4 separate regions of the Mus musculus genome follow, and regions 2, 3 and 4 are each linked to region 1. A link is a contact called in public Hi-C, HiChIP or PLAC-seq and Micro-C data. All regions are on one chromosome and are shown on one strand. The core of a region is the stretch at or near the end of the contact, and the rest is flanking DNA. Distances in the headings are between cores, read along the strand shown. Region 1 holds the start of Magi2 (membrane associated guanylate kinase, WW and PDZ domain containing 2). Region 2 holds the start of Gnai1 (guanine nucleotide binding protein (G protein), alpha inhibiting 1). Region 3 overlaps Gm31752 (predicted gene, 31752). Region 4 has its middle 70 kb from the start of Gm31752.

Region 1 (5,529 bases), core at 836-3,335:
ATCTCTGTGCCTTCCTTTCCTCACCTGTAAAGTATATAAACTATATAATATAACCATAATACGTGATAAACAATTAGAATAACAGCGGACACATTGGAGGTAATTTGTAACTGCTGTTAAACAAATGCAAATTCTGTTCTTCACTGCCTCTATCACTTTCCACTTAGAATGGTGCTTTATAATCCTCAGCCTAACTTTTCATGAGACTGGCCTTTCAATGGAAATCTTGCTGGCTCAGGAGCATTCCTTAAGGCCAAGGACTGGGTAGTCCTCACCAGTCATAGCCAACTTTTCTCAAATGGAAAAAGGCACAAAGTCAAGCAAATTCATCCTTTGTAAAGATCTTCAGCTCTGACCTAATTTGCTGTCCTCTCCACGATGTGGGGGTGGGGCTGAAGAGGAAGAACCTACTGTTCAAAGCCAACAAACCTGTATGGGGCAGTCCCTTCCCTGCCTTGCCTGTCTGTCTTCTCAGTGCACCAGGCCCCACTAGTACTGTTACCCCTATTTAAAAGGAAACAACCAGAGAAAGGTGGAACAGCCTGCTAAACGTGGCACTCCTGAAAAGCCCCAGAGCCAGGATACACACCCCCTCTTTTCTGTCTGGGTCAGCTAAGCCTTTTGAACCGCCTTGCTTTCCTCCCACACTACATCCCAGACATCAAAGCTCTTAACTGCTGATAATTCCTTCCCATACTCTGATTTACAAAGATGAGTGGGTGAGTGGTTCCTTTTTTTTTTTTTCTTTTTGCCTGAAACATATTATTTCAAAGTTAAGCAAATGGAATGTAAGCTACGGAAACTCAAAAAGCACCACTCAGGGTTTGACTGGAGAAGTCAGCAGCCCTCAGCCCCCTGTGTCCTGCTTAGCTTTCCACCTGGCTCTAAATTTGGAGAAGGGGAAGGAGCTAGATGGGGGTACAGCGCTCCACCAAGAGCCTTCTTTTCTTTCCTGTAGCAGACTTGTTTGTCTGATTAACCTAAAACTTGACTCCTGTCCAGGTTACACTCACCATTTATATGTCTAGGCTCTTACTCCATTTATCTCCCTAACACCTACCCCACCGCCCCTCTCCACTCTTCAACTAGGGCAGGTGCCCTCCTCTATCCTGTCTCCACTCAATCCTCTTCAGTTTCTTCCAAGAGGACACATGGCCCTGCTCTGCAGATGTTATTTCACCTTATTCTTGCATCCAGGACGACCAGACTCCTTCCTCTAACTTTCCTCTATCGGAGGGGCACTTCTGAGAACTTTGCGAGGAATGAAAGACTGTAAAAAGTGGAGCGAGCCAATAGTGAAGTCTCTCCACGGGCTCCGCCTGCCAGGCCCTCTGCAGTTCCATGCTGGGACCCCGAACTCCAGCTTCCTTGTGGCAGGATGGAGCCCCAGAAGACTGTGCTGTAGATGGGCCACCAGGCTCGGCATCGGGTTCCCCGGATTTCTGCTTTGTCCAGTGTTGGGGTGTGGGCAAGTCGGGGCGTCCTGCAGGCTAGCAGCCCGGCTCACAGGGAAGCTGAAGACAGGTCCACCCAGGGATCCCGGCTCTCTTCACCGGCCTGCCCATGTCGGGCCTCCGCTCCCCTCCTTCCCGGCTCCCGCCTCCTCCCGCAGGCTGCAGGGCGGCCCGGGGCCTGCCTCTCCCAGCGCCTTCACTACCGGGTCAAGCCGCGGAGGGAGGGAGACGGCGGCGAAGCCCTCCCTGGCGCTCCACTCGGTGCGCGCGCCTCCTCCCTCGGCTCGCATCCCCCAACGCTCCCCCCTCCCCGCCGCCCGCTTGCATCCTGCCAGTACAGTACAACTAGTACACAGGCACACACGCGCACACGCGCACACACACGCGCTCCCTACCGCTGCCACTGCAGCTGCCATGGATATCGGCTAACAACACAGAGGCCGGCGAGCGCGCGCGCGCTCCCCACTCGCAGCACGCAGGAGTGGCCCCCGGCATCCCTACCCTCCTCCCCACCCCCACGCCACCCGCTCACCAGCTCGGCCACTGCTCGCGCTGGCTCGGCCGCCGCCACCGCCGCTAACGCCGCCAACGCCACCACAGCTTCCTCCGCTGCGGGGCCAAAGCCTTGAGTGTCATTCAAGGGACAGCACAACCTCACCCAAGCTCTCCTACCTCTGCCCAGCCGTCCCTCTCATCCTCCCCCTTCCTCCGCCACACTCCATCCAAAGAAGAGGGAAAGCGCGGAGCAGAGGGAGAGAAAGGCAAAGTCTGCCACCCTCTTCCCTTGGCCCCCTTGCTCCTCCATCCCGATTTTGACTCCCAGACCCTCCTTCCCAAAGGACCCTCTGGAACTGAGGCGACTCACCCTACTGCCATGTCCAAAAGCTTGAAAAAGAAAAGCCACTGGACTAGCAAAGTCCACGAGAGTGTCATTGGCAGGAACCCGGAGGGCCAGCTGGGCTTTGAACTGAAGGGGGGCGCGGAAAACGGACAGTTCCCCTACCTGGGGGAGGTGAAGCCGGGCAAGGTGGCCTATGAAAGCGGCAGCAAGTTGGTGTCCGAGGAGCTGCTGCTGGAGGTGAACGAGACCCCCGTGGCGGGGCTCACCATCAGGGACGTTCTGGCCGTGATCAAACACTGCAAGGACCCCCTCCGGCTCAAGTGTGTCAAGCAAGGTGAGCGCAGCTTGTTCGGTGCTCTGCCTGGCGGTGGGACCCCGGCGTGGGGATGGCATTAACAGGGTGGGCGCGGGTGTTGGATGGGTGTATGCTGCGCCACCGCGGGGTGGGGTCCAGAGAGCACGGTAACTGTGTTCGGAGCATTAGGGGGACCGGGACTGGGGGGCTGGCTGGCCGGCTAAGCCAGGTGGTACTGTAGCAGGCAACTTAGTTTGCCCAGTTGGACCCTCCCCTTTGGAAGATGCTTGGCCTTGTCTGACCTCCTCTGAGCTTTAGGCCAAATAGAATGTGCGCCAATGGCATGTCCACAGTGGACACAGAGCTTTCGGGGAAGGAGGAAAGCAAGGGAGGAGGAAGAAAGGAAGATGGAGCAACTTGAGGTGCAGAGCTGTCGCTAGAGAGAATGGGAGAAGCTCTGAATATTGGGGCAAGTGGAGACCCCTTGCAGGATATCCAAAACTAGTCTGGAGACACCTTGGTCCGTAGCGGTTCCCTAGGGATCACTGACGGGAGAGGAAGGAAAGGGACAAATTGGTTTGGACGCTTTGACCGGTAGTGTTCAGTAACTTTTTCCCTGCTTCACTCCTCGGTCTTTCTCCCCCGCCCATGGTCATGTCATGTGGGCACCGTGAGTCACGTGCAGACTGACTAACCCTAGAGATCGCCCCTGGCCAGCAGGCAGGAGGAGGGGCAGAGATTAAGAAGCGGGGAGCTGGGAGAGCTTTCTAATGTGGAAGGGGAGGCAGACTGCGGCATTACAAGGGTTCCCCTAAGTATTCTTCATTGACTGGAATTTTCTTATTGACTAGGATTTCTCTGTGGTTGGACTCTCCTCTAGCTCCAGACATGGGGGCGTGTTTGTGGCATAGAGGTGGATGGAGATGCAAGCTGGTCAACAGCCCAGGCTCCCTGTGTTCTAACTTGGCTTCTGTCAAGTCTCTTCTAGGCTGTGAAGTTAATTTAGAGAGATTGGAATCTTGCTGAAAAAATGTCTTTGCTTGAAATAAAATTGTGGTCCTGAGAGAAAACTTTCATTAGAAAAGACTTTATTGTACAAATGTAGCGTGCCTTTGTTTTCCTCTGGTGGTAATGCAGTTTCTTGGGTGGCACAGGTGGACAGGACAGATCTGTCTCAAACATACCAGCATGGTATGACAGTTTGTTATCTATTGTTATTTGTCTTGCGCCAGTGTTGAAATTCTGAGTATTACTGTATCAGAATTGCTCTTCATGCTGTGATCCATTATGAAGAAATACTATATAGAGCAGTTGTTTTTTTCAGAATAAAATTAACATGTAAAAAGAAAAGTTCCGAAGTAAACAAGAGAGAATAAAGGTTCATAAACTTCTCTAAAGCTAAGCTGTCAAGGAAGAAAACATCTTCAGTGGGATTTATTGAGTATCCATCGTATGTCATTTTAGATGATCTAATATAGACATGCAGTATTATATGACCCTGAAGAAGAGGGTTTACTATCCTAGCATTTTCCAAAGTGACATACTTTGAACTCAAATTCAGAAAATTGTGTTGCTACATTTTAGGTTACGATACTACATAATAGCAATAGATAACAAATGTGAAGTTCAAGGCTAGGGTTCAGTTTACTACAATTGACCAATACCGTTATTTGGTGGTAAAAAATATTGGTGTTTGCAAAGGAAAACAACTGCAAAAGTTAATGCTTTTAAAATATCTGTTTGTTTAGGGGTTGATGGTTTATGGATGGGTGAATGGATATGCCCACTGTGTGATATGGAAATCAGAAAACAGCCCTTGAAAATCATTTCTCCCCTACTGCTCTGTGGGTGAGAGAGGGAAATTAGGCTTGCTGAGACACTTTTCCTGAGATCAGCCTCACAAGCCCACGTTAATACATTTCCACAGTGATTATATTCTACTGTGGTTCCCGCTGATCATTTTATTCTGATGCCTACATGTTGAGGTAGATGTTGGCAAACTTTAATACTCGTAAACAATAAGTGTTTATGAGTATTAATAAAATAAATAATTAAAAGAAAATATTATCTAGTATTAGCAATTTACTAAAAGAAATCCAGAGAGACATTGGAAAACTGAAGGCATAAAAGTTGTGCAAATTGAGAATCTGAGATAAGAAATGGGATTTTCTGGCCTATTCTGTGATAATGCTCATAATAAAGCTAGGGCAAATTTGGGAAGTCTTTCCCTTGGGGAAGCATAATTTCTAGCAGAACAGAGCTGGGAGTGATGTTGTAAGATGAGGTTTCCCTACTGGACCTTGACAAAGAAGCAGAAAGATCTACAGAGGGTGATCCCTGCCCAGCCTTGATTTTAGCTAAAATTCATCCTGATCAATCAGCTTCTTGCTTGTATTTTGTTTGGAAGAATAAAGCTGTTCAGATTCAGGACACTTATTATTATGGACTGAAATATTTAGGTGAAAATCTTTTCACAGTATATGTTAACCCTTAGTCTGTCAGTCTCCAGGTATCCAAATATAGACATTCATCTACAGAATTAAAATAGATATAAATAGATTAATTAATTAATCTATTTTAGCTTTTTAAAATCTATAATCGTATATGTTTATTTAAATGTAGTGATTCCTATATATTCTCTTATAAAATTGATCTTTTATCAGTGGTGATTAGATTTATTTATTTATTTATAATTATGAGTAAGTGAAAATTGGCAGACATTAAATATAGAGCTTGTGATTGTTGGGTTTCAGTAGGGTTTGTACTTGTTTGAAAATTGGGTTGAGCTTTAGGCTTAGTAGTTCTATTTCTGGGGGGAATCAAGAAAAAAAAAATAGAAAAACATAGCATAGCCAGAGAACTCATACATGGCTTGCTAGTGAGGTGGATTTTTAAAAATATTAATGAGATTGATTTTAAAGGTTTAGTTAAATATTGGA
Region 2 (5,529 bases), core at 936-3,435, 870 kb before region 1:
ACTGTATAATTTCTTCTGAAAATCAGGACTCTGGTACATCTCTCATTAACTCCCCACAGATGGTAAGAGAGATCAACTTCAGCTGCATGTTACACACTCAACTATATTTAATTATTAATCTAAAACAGTGGTTCTCCGCAGAGGTTACATTTCTGCCTCCAGGGGGCGTTTGGCAACATTTTAGGAGATTAGAAAGGGTGAGCAGCAATTAGCATCTAATGGGTGGAGGTCAACTTCATTGCTAAACATCCAACAGCACACAGGATACCTCCACACACACAGAGAACAACAAAGAATTATCAACTTCAAATCGTCAACAGTGATAAAAAGAGATACCTTGCATTCTGAAGCTTGCAAAAATTCCATTTTTCAAATCTTTCATAGGTGTCTAATTAAAAGATAAGCTGCCACTATCACTGGGAGGGCTCATTTTACAACTGCTTTAAATGTGGTGGATGGTAGCTCCAACTGAGAACAGTATTACAACCAAGGAGACCTTCCAAGCAGGTGCTCTGAAGCCACAGAGAAAGAACTGTCTAATCCCTTTATTTTATGTTTATTGTAAGTTACATGGTTCTGTGGCTAATATTCTAAAAACACGCCGATCTCATGGAAAGACAGTATCTTTTTAATATAAAAACTCAGTCAATCCTATTTACAGAGAAAGATTTATGGGGAGGCTGTGATGGGTGAAAAACACCACCCAGGTCTTTAAAATGCAAAGTTATTTCACAGTTTGCTTGCAAAATGACTCAGATCATTATTACTTTTAGTCATGCCAAGTTTGCTTCTTCTAAGCCTACTAGTAATGGAGAAAGAAGGAAATAACCACCATCTTTCTGCAGTCGTTAAACCAATGAAACGGGAGCTTACTAAAAAGCAGATCTGTGCAGCGATGTTTCTCTTTTATCACAACTGTGAGAAGAACACAAGCAAATCGCTGGAAGTGCAAACGAAGATTCTAAGAAATCTATCATCTGCCTAAATACCTACAGTGTGGGAGAAAAACAAACAAAAGGAAAAACCCTGACTCACAGATCTAAAAAAACCATAACCTGTGAATATTTTCCTTATATCGCTCAATCAAAATCCGGATCTACTCTTTTTTTTTTTTCCTCCGTTCAAAAAAACTGGAAGAAAGACCTTCACGTCGCCTATTAGCAAAACAGTGTTAAGAATGAAGAAAGAAAGCATGGTGTGCAGCTGTCAAACCTCACTGGAGCGAACACCGCAGTGGAGGAACGACCCTGTGGTCGAGGAGCCTTTCGCACCTGTCAGGGCTGTTTTCACCCGCGAAGCCTCTTTCCCTTCCTACTATGAGAGCAAACGTAAGCCAACTTTGGTGGTTTCCATCCCCCACCCAGGCAAAATCCAGCTTCCAGAGCAGCTCAAGTCCTTACGCAGGGAAAATCTCAGCGCTCTTTTCCACTCACTGAGTCGCCATATGAAGTTGACAGGAAGATCACTGAGACCCCGCAGAGGAAGAGGACCCACAAAGAGAGCCCCGAGGCCACCCAACGTGGCACTTTCCAGGCGTGGGCAAAGCGCAACGCGGCACGACACCTCTCACCACCGGGTTTCCGTGGAGAGGGGGTGCTTGGCTTTGTGGTCCCGAATTGTCCCTCATCTAGGGAGGGCAAAGCTCAACTTCAAAGATCGGATTCCCACGCGTCCCGCCGCCCCGCCACACTCTGGGCTGCCAGTGAGGTCGCGCGACAGTCACCGCCGCGGCCAAGAAGCCGCCTGCGCTGTTGAGGGACTGGGATGCCGCGCTCGCTCACCGCTGTCCCCCGGCCCGGGCCCCGTCCCCACGGCCGCGCTCACCCAGCAGCAGCAGCTTGACCTCCCGCGCCGCCTTCTCGCCGTCCTCCCGGAGGTTGCGGTCGATCATCTTGCTGCGCTCCACGGCCGCCTTGTCCTCAGCGCTCAATGTGCAGCCCATGGTGGCCGAGCGTCGCCGCGCCCTCGGCGCCGGGGCCGGCTGGCAGAGCGAGGAGAGGCTGGCCCGGAGGCGGCCCCGCTACGTCCTCAGCTCCCGCAAGCTGGAGGCGAGGTCTGCTAGTCCGCACGCTGCCGCCTCGGGCGGCCGTCCCTGCCGGCGACACTCCGCGATCCGCGCCCGCGAATCCCTGCGACCGCTAGGCTCTGCCGCCGCCGCCGCCGCCGCCGCCACCGCAGCTGCCCGTGGCCGAGCCGCAGCCGCGCACAGCCCGAGCGAGCTCGGCGTCCGCGCGCCGCCGCGGCCCCGCCCCTGCCCGCCCCGCGACCACTCCCAGCGCGCGCTCACGCCCGCCCGCGCACGTGCCGTCGGACAGCGCCCCCTCCGACCGCCGCGCGCCCGCGTGATCGCCGAGCCCAGCTTTTCCTGCAGGTCCCCCCACGAGGTGCCCCGTGCGGCCGCTGACTTCTCCAGCTCCGCCTGGGAGCTCACTAACCCCCTCCCACGCTTTGGAGACCACTGCGGGGGATCCGTGGGTACCTGCCCCTTAAGAGCGCGAGTGGGACGCTTGCCAAAGTTGCGAGCAAGGGGTGAGGAAAGGCAGTCCAGGGCATTTGAGCATGCCCGGAGCCTGCAGCCACCCAAGGGTTTACAAAATGTGTAGGCTTAGGTAAAGAACCGTGGGAAATAGAGCGAAATGAGCGAGAAATGGAGCCCTGCGAAACCCGAAGTGGGGAGCAACCAAGCGGGAATTGGGGTCTTGGGGTTGCCAATGCTCACTTCCTCCCTTGCCTTTTCTCTTTTCCTCTGGCTCTCCCTTTGATCTATGCTCACCTCCCTTTTCATAAGGGAACACATTTCTAAGGAATTTCTTCCTAATCCGACAGAAACGTTTGACAAAGAATCAAAGAATTGTTTTAAAATGGCGTGAGCAGTAAAACACACAAACAAGTCTGCGGCCTCTGTGGTAATGGATCGCCTTTAGGGCACTTGTAAGTGTCTTGCCAAGCTGCCTACCCATGGTTTATGGCTCTGTTGTAACTCCTGTGCCAGTAGGCATGGCATTTCTTTTTGTAGGCCTTAGCTTCCTTGCTTTTAAATGAGCTGTTGATCTACACTACAGTCCATCTTTCCAGGGGCAGGCCAAGGACTAGATGGCTTTTCATCCAGCGTGAGGGGAGGAGCATAGGTGGAAGGTTGGACTCTCCTGTCAGTTGCACTGCTGATTATAGGAGAAATGTTGATGAATTAGATGATGAAGCCACTAGCAAAGAAAATACATTCCTCGACGAGATAAAAATTAGGCAATTAGTCTCTGGCTCCCATTTGAATATTTAGCTTCAGGTTGGGTCCCTCAGAGCAAGCAGAGCTTATAGGTTTCCGTTTTGTTAGAGTCACACCTGCGGGGCACAAGATAAGCAATCTTAAGAACTCCCTCCGCTTTTTGTTGGATTCTTTCAAAATAGAACAAAACCCGCACACTTTTAGGGTACTCGGTCACCTTCTACCTCCTTTGTGTTTCCTGACACTCCAAAAGTTCATCAAGAATTCCAGAATTAATGAAATCTAATGTGACTGGGCCATTTGCAGCCATCAGTTGACTGTCCTTCCTCCACGGTTCAGGCCAGATAAGTGTGGGGCCAGCCAAAAGGGAAACAGGACTGAGGCATGGTGAAGCTGCACACCTTGTATAGGAATTGTCAAAGACTTATATGAATTGCCCCTTCCCTTTGAAAAGCTCGTCAAGGACATGAGGAAATAATCCTCACTTCTGAGAGGATGTTGGAAGAACTCTCCAGGGAAGCTGGTGGGCAGGGAACTGAGCACTGGAGCCCTGAACTGGTTGCCATAGCAAAGTATGGTGATCACATGACTTCAACAGCAGGCATTTATTTCTCAAGTCTGGAAATCTAAGATTAAAGGGCCAATGGATCCAGCTCTCTCTCCAGTGAGGGTTTTCTTGAGGAAAGAGGACCAGGGATGAGAGAAGAGAATTCTTTCTTCTCATACTGATATTGGCCCGCCACGTTCAGGATTCCATCTCTATGTACTTCCCAAGGGCTCTGCCTTCCAGACCAGGGTGTTAGGGCTTCAGCCGAAGGGTACTGAGGAGACATAAGCATTCAGTCCAGACTAGGGAATATTTTGTTTCATATGAATATCTAACTAAAAGATTAATAGGCAAAGTGTGAACAGAAGATGGCCAATATTTTATGATTGAAATGAAGTTTGCTGTGATGACTGAAATGAATGGAATGAACTTTTAAAATGAAAGTTTAAAAAGAACTATAAATATTGAGGTAAATAGTTGGACTTGTTACAGTGAGTGCTAAGTGTGCGTACATTCTTCTGAGTTAGGTAATAGAGATATAAAAGGAAAAATCTCTGCATTAGATGAAAACAAATGAGTTACTTACTATACTAATAAGTGAATGACATTGGTAATTCAGATATGAGATGGTAACCATCACTCACACTAGTAATATACATAATTATGATTTTGCAAAATATGACTCAGCAACATTATCAAGGAGTTGGAACAACCATTACGAAATCATCTACTATAGAGTACGTGAAAGAGTAAAATCGAAATTACAGAGGTTAAAAACCTACGTCTGAACACACGTTTCCCTTCAGAAATTCGTGATTGTTTTAACAGCTATACTAATTCCATAACACCTATCAATTTGAAATGTTCAGTTCAGTGGCTCTTAGTAGAGACAGAGTTCTACAACCACACCATTTGTGAAATGTTTTGTGCCCCACCAAGAAACCCCATATCCTTTAGCCATTCCCCCTAATCCAGTCTATTCTTCCAGCCCTAGAAAATCACTAATCTCATTTTTCTTCTTTTGCCTAATCTAGACATTTACATAAACAAAAAGAACCATATAATATCTAGCCTTTTATAACTGACTCCTTTGATTTACCATATTACTATTGGTTTTGAATGTTACTTCTTTCTATTGCTAAATGATGCTGAGTCTCATGTGCTAAGATAGACACACACATCAAGAAACAAATTGGGACATAATTAACTAAAAAGCATCAGGGTTTGAAATAGCTCTAAACTGAAATGGAAGTTTCTGGATATGTCAGGTGATGCAGACTCACGTGTTGTTTTGCTGAGGCAGGACTCATGGGAGGATATGTGATGTTTGGAGAGAGTATAAATAGAACTCAACAGACAGTGACAGTGTGCTTGCGTAGCTAGCTTTGCAACACTTAGTCTCAAGTCTTCATTGATTTTTGCTTCATTGAGAGAGGGATAGCAGAGAACTTTTCCTGGTGTCCTGGATGATCCTAGTCACTCCCACTGATCCATGCTGATTTGGAAGCCTAGCAGTTTCTGCTGGATGGTTCCACGTCTGCTGATTCATGTTTGGTATCCTGAGACTACTGAACTGGATTGCTGGTATTCTGACAAAAGGAGATTGGAATTTCCCCAAAGAACTACTTCTAAACAGATCCACATCTCCTTGTCCTATTTACCATCTTTTCTCCTCTACCTTTGGATGGTGGGCTAGAAGTGGAGGTTTGAACCATTTGAGGATCCTTATTAAATGTAGGTTTTGAAAAATCTCAGCCTA
Region 3 (5,529 bases), core at 1,068-3,567, 740 kb before region 1:
TACATATGCCAGAAATGGATACAAGATACTAATGAAAATAGAGGAAATTTTGATGTTTTAGCTTTGGAGTACTTTCACCTGTAACAGATGAAATGCTCTTGTCATGAAGGTTTGGCTACACATAAATATGTTTAACAGCACATCTGTGTTAATCCCTTTTCCAAATACAACTATAAAATTATCAATTTAGATTTCAGTCCACTGACAATTATTTGGATTCATCATATAAGTTCTTTTTTAAAGAAAAGCATATTTTTTGAAATAGAATATATTAAATAGTCTGTTTAGTATACCTTTATTTTAGAATTACAAGTCATATGGCCAAAAGCCAAATACAATTTGCTTGCTATTTAAGATTCCCATAGTGTCACTCAACAGAAGCAGGAAGTGCTGTTATGTCTCAGAAGCCTTAATTTTATACAAGTGGATTGGTTTTCTTTTGTTTATTTATTTTTTCTTTTGTTTTTTGCTTCTGGAAGAAACTTTTTCTTGTTTTTGTTTTTTTTTTTCTTTTGTCATTAAATAAATCACTTTTTGAACCCACTGACCAAAAGTTGTTTATGGAGAAATAAGAAATGTAGAGTTGTTTTGATATGAATAAATAAAATTGGTTTTGTTTTTAGTGTATCTAATTAACAATGAATATACAGTTTATTGAATCATTTAACCAGGCAAGCCAACATATTGACATTTTAATAGATTTTTTTCCCTTAATTAATCCTGATGAATGTTTTCTATGGATATCTGATCTTCATAACAGGGCATGAAACAAGGTCTCTAGAGTGAGCAGTTTGTCCTAGGCCATGTTATAAGGACACATTCCCACTTCTGTGTGGCTCCAAGCCATAAGAACGGAAAACAAAAAAAATGAAAACCAAAAACCTCATTGCATGGTTCCACCGAGACAGTGGGCAAGTTGTATGTTGCTTGTCTCTATGAGTAAGCATAGACAAGACATACTGAAAGGAAATTGTCTTAGTATCCTTTGAAACAATTCCCATTATTTTGTACAAATGAGATATATACCAAATTTCTGAAAATTACTTCCATTACTGGGGATGTTTTGCAAGAAGCTCTGAGTTGTATTATATTATCATAGCAACATGTATGCAATATGGAACAAAATTTAGGTGCTTGAGGATTGAAAATTACTCAAACATCCCCCAAATTATCCATTTTTCTTGTATACAATTTTAGCGTATAGTAGAATTGTGAGCAAATGCTTAGGTGATTTCTAGAGAAACAAGATAGACTTAGGAGGTATGCCTAGTCTAAAAGAACAGACTCAGACTCTATTGACCCATCTGTATTGCTTGTTTGCGGAAAGAGAAAGACAGTAGAAGCCAAAGAGCATCATCACACAGAACTTCTGGGTGACGGTGGAGTGGAAACCCTCTCCACATTCAAACATTGCTGTTTTCAGTAAATGACCACATCTATTGTGTGCCCCTCAGTCTGGGAGGGGCATTCTGAGCACAGTCATTGTCACCTATTCTGTACAGTGTGACAGTGATGAACATTCCTGCGTATAGATCATGACAGATGAAACAGGAATCCTGCCACAGTTTCTGAAGGGTTAAGAGTGTGCATCTGCTGCACTATCCGACTCACCAGCTTAGAGGGAAGAATTGATGACTTTCTTGGTGACATTAACAAAATATTCTGTAAAATTTAACAAAAACAGCATGAATAACACTGGGGAAAAAAGGCTCAAATCTCAGACAACAAACCCCATAAAGTCCTGCTTTTAGTGGCATTTCATTGCTAGTCATTGGTATACATTTCAATAGGAGTTTGCACTTAAAATCAGTTTTCTGGATACATGTTGGGATAAATATTCACTTGAACCACAGGAAATTATCTACAGTAGAATTTGTAGTGGCTAATAAATTTAACTCATTTCTTCAATGTAGCTAATCACTGGTTTTTCCAGCATGTCTGGACAAACAGAACATCTGTCTGCAGATTAACTGTACCTGAAGATGGCTTGTGACTGCCAGTGTACCAGCAGACCATATGGTAAATTACACTTCTCTTTGGGAATTTACCAGAGGATCCGAAATATAACTAGAAATTACTCTCAGTAACTACAGTTGCACACAGCACCCCAGTCATTAAAGGAAAATGTTTTTCAGAATTGCCTGCTTCACAGTTATTTGTACGTCATGACAAGCTACAAACCAGTTGCTTTTGTTACACATCATTTTCTAAAATGGGTTTGCAGCTGAACTTAAAGCTGAGAGACTGTTTGTCATCAGCTTCCTCTGTTGACTTTATGTTGAAGGTTTTGGATGGTTTGTTTTTTAGCTTGCTAAGATCATGAGGTGACTAGACTTGGCCTGAAAATTTTCTTAGATGGATTATCTGTGGGAGGATGATGGAACAGATACCAACACTCTTGTTCAGCTTGTGGGAATCCCTATAATATGTACTATCTTAAAAAGAATAATGTTTTAATTGTTAATTGCATAAATATAAAGATATAGTGGATAAGAGCTTAAAATTCTATGTACTTATGCAACCTCTAGATGAAATGCAAATCATGGCTCCAAAGATGGGGCTTGCAAGTCTGCATTTCTAGCCACTGTCTAAAAATATCAAGGCTGTCAGTGTATGAGTCAGTGAAAAGATTGTAGATAGTCCAAAATTCCCTAAGGAAATAAATTCTCACTAGAGAATTCTTCAACCAATTCATGCCCTGCATGGCATAAAGGTGGACAAGCATTTAATATCATGTTTATTATCAATAAAAAATTGAGTTCTACACTAAGACACAGAGAACTAGCCCACACTGCTCTTATTGCTATAAGTCATGTGAATAATGTAGTTGAAGAAACAGAATGATTCTAAAAACCTACTTTTGTATTTCTTTGGGAAGAGACTTTAGAGAATGCAGGGAGACGACTCTGAGAAAATGGGCTCCAGTGAAATTGTTCAGTACAAGCAGCTATGGCTCTGTAAAGAGAACAGACAACTAGTAATTGAAAACTAGGTTCAGAATCCTGTCAGACAAGATAGAATATCTAAGGAAGAGAATGGTAGAGAGGAGAGCCTAGAGAGATGGAAGGTATGTTGAGAACAACTATGAAAACAGAATATAAAGGCCAGAGCAGGAGACAAAATTTACAGACTGTAAACATACAAACATCATTAGTGCCTAGAGCAGAAGAGCACACTAAGTATGTAGAGTTGAAATATGGGGGCTAGGACTAAGTTCTCATAAAATAAACAACTAAAATTCTGGAGAAAAGGCAGAAGAGTCATTATAGACTAACCTAAGGACTGTGTACTTTCATGGCAATTGAGAAAAGATAATAAGTCTAGCCAATCAGCCCTGATATATGTGTCTTGTCTTGCTTCATTCATTAACTGATGCTTTCTTTTATCTTTAAAAAAAGATTGCTTTCTTCTTAGGACAACTTATTTCTTGCAGTAAGATAATACTTTCATTTCAGCATACCATTTGTTTTACAGCTATAGATTCTATTGGAAATTTTGACAATTGCCACATTAATCATGAATGGCACCACTTAGAGTCAAAACCTAACACAAAATGAAAATTAGTTGAAATTTTTATGTGACCACCCATAGAATTTTAATCTAACAACATGGTTGTTCTTGCAACTGATCACATCTAAAGATGTTCTAGGTCTTTGTGATCTAGCTGGAATGATACACCTTCAATTCCTGTGGCTGGAATACAAACAGACATGCCCTTAATACACACATTTAAGGTAAAATTTATTTGTAGAAAGAAGAAGGCAAGTTCAAAAGTGATGTCTAATTGACGGGCAAAGTGATGAATCAGAGAGAAATTTGATGTCTCAGAAGTCAGTTCCAGAGTTCTTGTTCTCTCTTGAAGGTAGCCAAGGGGAAAGAGCATCTGTGTCTTGCCAGTGATTAGGTTTGCTTTATTATAATAATAACGTTTACCTATCATGATTTTAAGTTACTCTGAAGCCAGAAGCGGCAGGCCTCTGCTTGAATTAACACCAGTCACTTAACAGCAGGGGGCGGGGGGTATTAAGTAAAGAGGTCCTTTGTCCTTTTTTCCCACAGGTCTTCTGCACACCTGGCCCTAAGGTTGAGTTTACTTGCCTTTTCCCCCCAATTTTTTCTCTCTCTTTTTCAATTTTTTATTAAATATTTTCTTCATTTACATTTCAAATGGTATTCCGAAACTCCCCTGCTCCCCTATCCACCCACTCTTGGTCTTGACGTTCCCCTGTACTGGGGCATATAAAGTTTGCACGACTTAAAAGGCCTCTCTTCCCAATGATGACCAACTAGGCCATCTTCTGATACATAAGCAGCTAGAGACATGAGCTCTGGGGTACTGATTAGTTCATATTGTTGTGCCGCCTATAAGGTTGCAGACCCCTTCAGCTCCTTGACACTTTTTCTAGCTCTTCCATTGGGGGCCCTGTGTTCCATCCTATAGATGACTGTGAGTATCCACTTCTGTATTTGCCAGGCACTGGCATAGCCTCACAAGAGACAACTATATCAGGGTCCTTTCAGCAAAATCTTGCTGGCATATGCTTTGTCCGTTAGGAAGAGTCACCCTCAGGAAGAGGGGGGAAAAGAGAGAAAGACACTTTAAAATAGATTCTATTCTTTATTTTTAAGAAAAAATAAAAGGGAAAAACTCTAACAGATTATATATTCTCTAAATTTATAACTTGCTCTCTTAATTTCTAAGTTTCCTTTTTATTTCTAAATTACTCTATTCTGCTGTCCTTCTGCCTCCTCCTAATCTTGCTCTCTTATTCTGCTTTGATGTAATTCCATGTAATGTAATTTGGTTCTACTTTTTGCACCTTTTCTATGGGAATAGATCACATGGTTTTTTAAACATTTCCCCCTCTTTCTTTTTAATACACAAGTTCACTAAAAGTTCAAACAAATTTATAACAGAGATGTATACATGTGTTCCCATTAGGAATGGTTATCTAGCTAGACATTATCTGTCACTAGCTCCACAGGTTCATAGGGGTTAAAAATCATAATTCTTGTGACTGAGTTATCATTGTTAGCATTTTGTCTAGGCTATGCCCCACAGTCATCTGGTAACATCCAGGTGTGCCTGTCTCACTATAAAAGGAGCTGCTTTCCCCCTTCCCTCTCTCTTGTGCTCTTGCCTTCTTGCTCCTGCTCTTTCCTCTCATCCCTTCCCCCTTTCTCCTCATTACCCTCCCTGCTCTCTCTCCACGTGCTCATGACCAGCCTCTACTCCTCTACTCTCTGTCTGTGTCTCTCTCTGTTTCTCTCCTTTTTTCTTTGCCTTTCTCTGTCTCTACTACCCTATACCCTGAACTCTATTCTATACTATACCATCCTGTGGCTGGTCCCTCAGTGGGAAAGGATGCCTCAGCATGGGTCTGCAGAGGAAACCCCTCCCCACCACACCTCCATCAAATATATTCATTTTCTCTTTATCTTTTTATAAAACCCAGCAATCACTGCAGTTTTGAATAGATAAACCCAGTTAATATTTTATCTTCTGTCCTTGCTCCTACAATAAATCTT
Region 4 (5,529 bases), core at 1,846-4,345, 660 kb before region 1:
GAGTAGCTGTTGCTCCAGAAAAGATTCAGAGGCAATATCTTTTTAATACTCAGAGTTTTAGTTATACTATAATATTGGGGTACAGAAAATCTAGAACGAAAAATTGATTTGCTTCAAAATTTTATTTTCAAAAGCTTCCAGGAGATGTTAATTGGCTAAGACCTTACCTTAAATTCACCACAGGAGAACTTAAGCTTTTGTTAGGTGCTATTAAGTGAGACACAAATTAACTGGCAAAGAACAAAAGGCTTTGCAGAAAAATAAAGAAAGCTTTTATAATTGTTATCAATTATAATCAATGGTAATTAAATATTAGCTGTGCCCACAGCAATTCTTTGTAAAGAGAAAACATTATGATAAAGTCATTTATCTTCTCCTCCCTGCCCACCGTTGGCCCACGTGGAGCCAGCTGATTGTTGGGTGCTGTGGGGCAGGGCCACGGGGTACACAGCCTTCCCTGAGTGGTGGTGGCATGGGAGGCCTCCAGAAAGCAGGCGCCTTTGTAGTGAACTCAGGAGAGCACCACACTTGCCATTGCCCCCATGAGCCTCCATCTGTCCCCACCAGGATTAGCCGTATCCACCCCCCCACACCCCCCCACCCCCCGCTAGAACTCAGGGTGCTCTGCTGCCCTCATTCGGGCTTTCTGACCTACAACAGATTGGGCCACTTCAGCCTCTTCCGCCTGAGAGGAAGGCGGGAGGAGGGTGAGTCCAAGGTGGCGTTCACCTCAAAGCACAGTTTTAACATCCTATTAAGGCTGCAGTGGTGCTAATGAAGAGTTGTAAGATATATTCGTATATTTTAGAAAACCTACAACAAAAATTGTGTCTTAAGAACCTGACAAAGTTTCTGTTCCTTGTTCAAAACAGCAATTACATTGGTTATTACAGAATATTAATATTCAATCTATTGCATACCATCATTTTAAATAAAATTGACAATCACTATCCCAAAGATAAGTTAAAAAAATTGTTCTTATGCATGCTTCTGTATCTTCTACAAATTCATGCCTGCATGCATCCCATTTACTGTGTCTAAAAACACCGCTTTTATGGGAGAAAAGTATATGTGAATTGGATCACACGTTTATTCTTTTGAGCTTCCCCCTGCTTCAACAGAGATAATTAAATTGTGTGCTGTAAATGGTATTTTAAAATGTTGAATAATCAAGCACATTATTTTAATCATATTTTTATTTTAAGAATTTTGAAATTTGGATGGCAAAGAACTTAATAAATGCCTTATAGTATCTTAAAAACAGGACATAATCATGTCTAGGTGAGATGAAAAGGATCTACTTATTGGCATATGGCTTGATCCTGAACAACTACCTTATTAGGAAAGGGAAAAGCATAAGTTTTCTTCATAGAATGCTGCAGAAGCAAAATGGCTAATTTGTGTGACAAGCTGACAGGTGAGTTCACTGAGTGCCCTGACTGTAGTGAGAAGAAAGCTGAATTGGGTATATGTTTTTGTCCCATCTTTGTTTGCCATTTTCCCAGTTTGGACAAGCTAAGGTGCCTTGCCTTGCTTCAAGCTTTTTTAACCTATGGGACATAGAACACTAGAGACCGTGTAATCTGATTTAGAAAGATTAGTCACAAGAAAGAGTTATAGTGATTTTTCTCCTTCCCTCATTGTGACCACTCAATCTTGGACTGGTCTAGTAATAATTCCAGTATTAGAGATTCTTAGGAAAGATAGATAAAATCTTAATTACCTAGCAAAGTTAATTTGGAGCACAGACTCCACTCCCAGAAAGTTACAGCCTTTCTGTGATTCTCAATGCCACCTCCCCCACACTGGGAACTCTAAATCTCAGCTTGATCATTGCTAATTTGCAATTGAATGGAGTACCTGGACTTCCCCAAAGAAGCATTCCTATTGTTGCCTCCAACAGCACAGGTGGCAGTTATTAATTTCCATTGAGGAAGCATTCTAAGTACATATTGTGGATTTTGGCCTGATTCAGAAATAAGGTTTGCTATGAGGGCTGGACAGTCTAAGATGGGCACCCAGATCTCAGAATCATATCAATCTAGACAGAGGTACATGCCAAGAGGCTGTGGTTTATTAATAATACACCACAGAGTCATGTAAAAAATTGGAAGAAAAGGTTAATGTCTTAGAAGTAGTAGTCTTAACAATAGGGCAGGACATAGCATATATTAAGGCTAGAAAGGCAGAAATTTCAGATATTAGCAAAAGTCACTTGGACACTTGGAACATTGATGAATTGGCCAGAGATTTAAAAAATAACCTAAGTGCATTGAATCCCCTGGATTGGGTTCAATATATATTCCTATTTGCTATTATTATTGACACTATTTTATTAGTAAATCGTTGTGTTTCCACTCATTTTTAGAGCACTCCTGAGATCTGTAGCTATGGCAGGACTTTCCGGAACTTTGGCAGAAATATAAACAGAAAGGGGAAGAATGCTATGCACACTCCAATGAAGTTTGCTTGGTAGGCTGAGAGGCATCAGAGCACTCATGAGGCAAAGAATTTCCTGGAACTTTGGCATTCTCATTCTCATACCCTATCCCCGAGTTAGTCTGGTGTATGGATCCACGTGCTCTCTTTTAGTATTATCTTATTATAAGTGCCTTTTAAGATTGAATTCTGACATAGCTAAGCCTTCGCCAATGTTCCAAAGTCCCAGAAAGACCTTTAAGCTGACAAACTTGGAATTCAGTAGGAATTCAGTAAGGAAGTTACCTATTCAGTAACTAATTAGCATTACAAAGGACCAAGCAGGAATGGCTCAGGGCTAGTCTGCAGAGAGTTTACTTGAGGTAGTAATCAGTCTAACCCAAACACAATGGCCTAGTGAATAGGTGGGTTTACCATGAGAAAAGTTAGGGAATCCCACTGAGACAGGTTTCTTCACTAGGCCCAAAGAAATCAGGCAGAACTATAGAGCATAAATAAATTTTATGCCTCAGTCCAGCTTTTTTTTTTTAAATATTAATAACAGGGAGGAAATTGTAACCTCTCCCAAGCCTGAAGCAGGCTGAGCTAGACCTTGATCTTGCTACCACTCAGGAGATTACCTAGGGTAGAGCCTTCCTCCCTAGTTCACTCTATTGTTCAGCCACTGTCTCTGTTCCTCTTCAAGATACTGCTACCTTTGGGGAAGCTGCCGAGCTATTCCAGAGACTACATCCTATCCTGCATGTCATCACCTGAAGCTGGTTCCAAGCTCCAAGAATGAATTGGTGGGAACGGGCCTCTCCCCCCACCTCCTTTATAAGTGCATTCTCCATTAAACATTTGAGCCTTGGTTAGGAACCTGGTCTTGGCTCCATTTTTCTCGCCCACCTAATTCTCCTCTCTTTTCAGGCCTGGTTTGCCTCCCAGGTGAAACCCCGTTTCTTGTGAGCTGCTGGTTGGTTTCCAACATTTTGGTATTTTTGTTAACTAACATCACCATGGATTTATTCAGTAGCCTATGTTAGACATATAGAGGCATCTTTGATTTTTTCCCTTCTTCTTACTCTTTCAATCAACCATTGGTCAAATCAGTATAGTCCACCTCCATATATTTTTTAATGCTTTGATCTTCCATCTCTGAGACAACTTTAATTGTAGAAGTAACTTCTATTTGCCTGATGTAACTGTCATCTTAGAGACTTACTACTGAATAAGCTCACCTTTTCTAGCTCTTTCTGAACTTTGGCTGGCTGATTCAAATCAGTTGTTTTGGCTCAAACTCCTCTCAGTGCTGCCTGATTCAAACTGGCTTCTGTCTAAATTGAATTGCTTTGCTTGGCAAAAACTGCCTCTGGTACTTTGTTCTAATATTCTGACTCATAGTTCTCTGGTTTTAACTGCTTTTGAGTACCTGCATTGAACTGCTTGAATTCACAGAAGAACCCAATTCCATTGCCATGTACTTGCTACACTGACTCCCACCTCACTGACTCTCTCCCTGCATTGCTCTTAAATAGCTTCTCTTTCCAGTGCTGTTCTCATGGGAATTGGGCATATAATATCTCTGTCAAATATTTTTTCATTCATCACTTCATCTTTTCCTCAATTAGATGTTATTGTTTGGGATTAAAACAGTGTACTATAGGATTTCAGCCAAAAGGGTTAAAGGTGTGTACTAAAAATATACCTGTATCCCAGTCAAATCACACAGACCAAGAAGGTCTTTGGATGTGATCAGAACAGCCATGTTGCTGGATTAATATTCTTATTCCATTTAGTAGTTGAGAGTCTTTCAAACCTTGGTCAGTATAATGGCATCATTTCTTACCTGGCAATTCACTCTCTATTCTGGATACCTCTGGCACTTTCACTAAACTGAGATGTACTTTTAAATGGAATGACCAAAGATGTTACTGTCTGGCAGAAAAAGAAAATATTTATTGGCTTTTAATCTTACCCAGAAAATATTCAGAGTTTGGTAGTAGTCTTTTCACAACCTGTTTGAATTGCCTCCAAAATTATAAAATTCAAATTTCTAAAGGGAAATCCAACCTCACTGGATTCTTAGCATGTCTATTTTTTCTCTATCAAGAATTTTTGTCTCTACATTACTTTACTGTGCTGTCCACTCATTTCATCCTTGAAACTGGGTTTTAATGTAAATAAATCTCTAAATTACTGGTGGAAAAAAAGAAAAAAATCATCTTAATTTCTCATTCTCTTTTTCTATCCTCATTTTTTTCCTCCTCAAACCTCTGCTTTTTTTTTTTTTTTTTTTGGGTTGTTTACATTTTTATTATTTAACTGTATGTGTCAACATTAAATGTTGCAGTCCAAGTTTCCCCTCATCGATGTGTTTTGATAACATTTCTTTTTTTAAATTAGATACTTATTTACATTTCAAATGTTATCCCTTTTCCCGGTTTCTGCTCCAAAAACTCCCTATCTCCCTGACTCCCCCAAACCTCTGCCTTTTTAAAAGGCAGTCTTTAAAAGTGTGGTCTTCAGTATGACAGGTGGGTTCAGTGTCATCAACCTTGCTTTTCAAAACTGGTTTACTACCTGTGCGTGTAGCATACCACTGTGATACAAAAAATGGAAAGATCAAGAGAAGAAGGTTAAGAGTTCAAGACAAGCCTGAGGCTAGACTCATCTACCCAGCAAGACCTTGTTTCAAATCATCTAGAACAAAAATAAACCAATTTCTCAAAACTAAGAATGGCCAATTATTCTCTTGACCATTTTTTTAAAGCCAATTCCTGAGTTTCTTAGAAATAACACAAAATGGAGCTTTACATGGAATCTCAGAAGCTTTTCCAAACTATTTCCTGTGGTTCCATAGCCTCAGAAGATGACTTAAATGTATCTTTATCATACAACACAATAGAAGATCCTGTATACAATATCCACTTCCTGAAAATTCATTTAATACATAAACAGAAAACTCCCTGATATCTTGCAAGAGAAAATTACCTCTAGGTTTTGTGGTGCATGACCATAATGTCTTCATTCAGGTAGGTGGAGACAGAAAGGTCAGTAGTTCAGGAATTCAACACCAGTGTCAACCACACAAATCATATTGGGCTGCAT

Evidence for each region. Hi-C and Micro-C count contacts between places; a contact is called where the count stands out from the background. HiChIP or PLAC-seq counts read pairs in DNA pulled down with a chosen protein or histone mark.
Region 2: a Micro-C map of embryonic stem cells shows a contact between it and region 1, with 4 times the contacts expected there. The contact joins the promoter of Gnai1 here to the promoter of Magi2 in region 1. A contact is called at or near these places in 5 of 484 Hi-C or Micro-C datasets (Sertoli cells, cerebellum, cerebral cortex and 1 more) and 7 of 115 datasets of contacts at active chromatin or transcription factors (astrocytes, embryonic stem cells and stem cell-derived neural progenitor cells).
Region 3: a contact with region 1 is called in a Hi-C map of cortical neurons, with 3 times the contacts expected there. The contact joins the enhancer-like site here to the promoter of Magi2 in region 1. A contact is called at or near these places in 3 of 484 Hi-C or Micro-C datasets (cortical neurons and embryonic stem cells), 10 of 115 datasets of contacts at active chromatin or transcription factors (embryonic forebrain, embryonic hindbrain, embryonic stem cells and 3 more) and 1 of 9 other capture datasets (embryonic stem cells).
Region 4: a contact with region 1 is called in an H3K27ac HiChIP or PLAC-seq map of embryonic stem cells, with 5 times the contacts expected there. The contact joins the enhancer-like site here to the promoter of Magi2 in region 1. A contact is called at or near these places in 1 of 39 promoter capture datasets (cranial neural crest), 1 of 484 Hi-C or Micro-C datasets (embryonic stem cells), 6 of 115 datasets of contacts at active chromatin or transcription factors (astrocytes, embryonic stem cells and forebrain) and 1 of 9 other capture datasets (embryonic stem cells).

The regions. Positions count from the first base shown.
Region 1 is chr5:19,224,961-19,230,489 of GRCm38.p6, forward strand. Magi2 (membrane associated guanylate kinase, WW and PDZ domain containing 2) reads left to right here and starts at 2,086. Exons shown (of 23, transcript NM_001170746.1): 1 at 2,086-2,629. The coding sequence starts at 2,329. 4921504A21Rik (RIKEN cDNA 4921504A21 gene) reads right to left here and starts at 1,595. Exons shown (of 3, transcript NR_102342.1): 1 at 1,181-1,595.
Region 2 is chr5:18,358,228-18,363,756 of GRCm38.p6, forward strand. It overlaps Gnai1 (guanine nucleotide binding protein (G protein), alpha inhibiting 1), which reads right to left and starts at 2,186. Exons shown (of 8, transcript NM_010305.1): 1 at 1,825-2,186. The coding sequence starts at 1,942.
Region 3 is chr5:18,482,009-18,487,537 of GRCm38.p6, forward strand. It overlaps Gm31752 (predicted gene, 31752), which reads right to left. Exons shown (of 7, transcript NR_166583.1): 5 at 2,859-2,955; 6 at 1,612-1,662. Among named protein-coding and RNA genes, the nearest start is that of Gm31752, 11 kb to the right of the region's middle. Within about 2 kb of position 2,318, at least 6 of the 459 cell types and tissues checked have an H3K27ac peak or open chromatin away from gene starts, as enhancers often do. A contact at or near this core is called in cortical neurons, where this site is marked.
Region 4 is chr5:18,562,601-18,568,129 of GRCm38.p6, forward strand. No RefSeq gene overlaps it. Among named protein-coding and RNA genes, the nearest start is that of Gm31752, 70 kb to the left of the region's middle. Within about 2 kb of position 3,096, at least 13 of the 459 cell types and tissues checked have an H3K27ac peak or open chromatin away from gene starts, as enhancers often do. A contact at or near this core is called in embryonic stem cells, where this site is marked.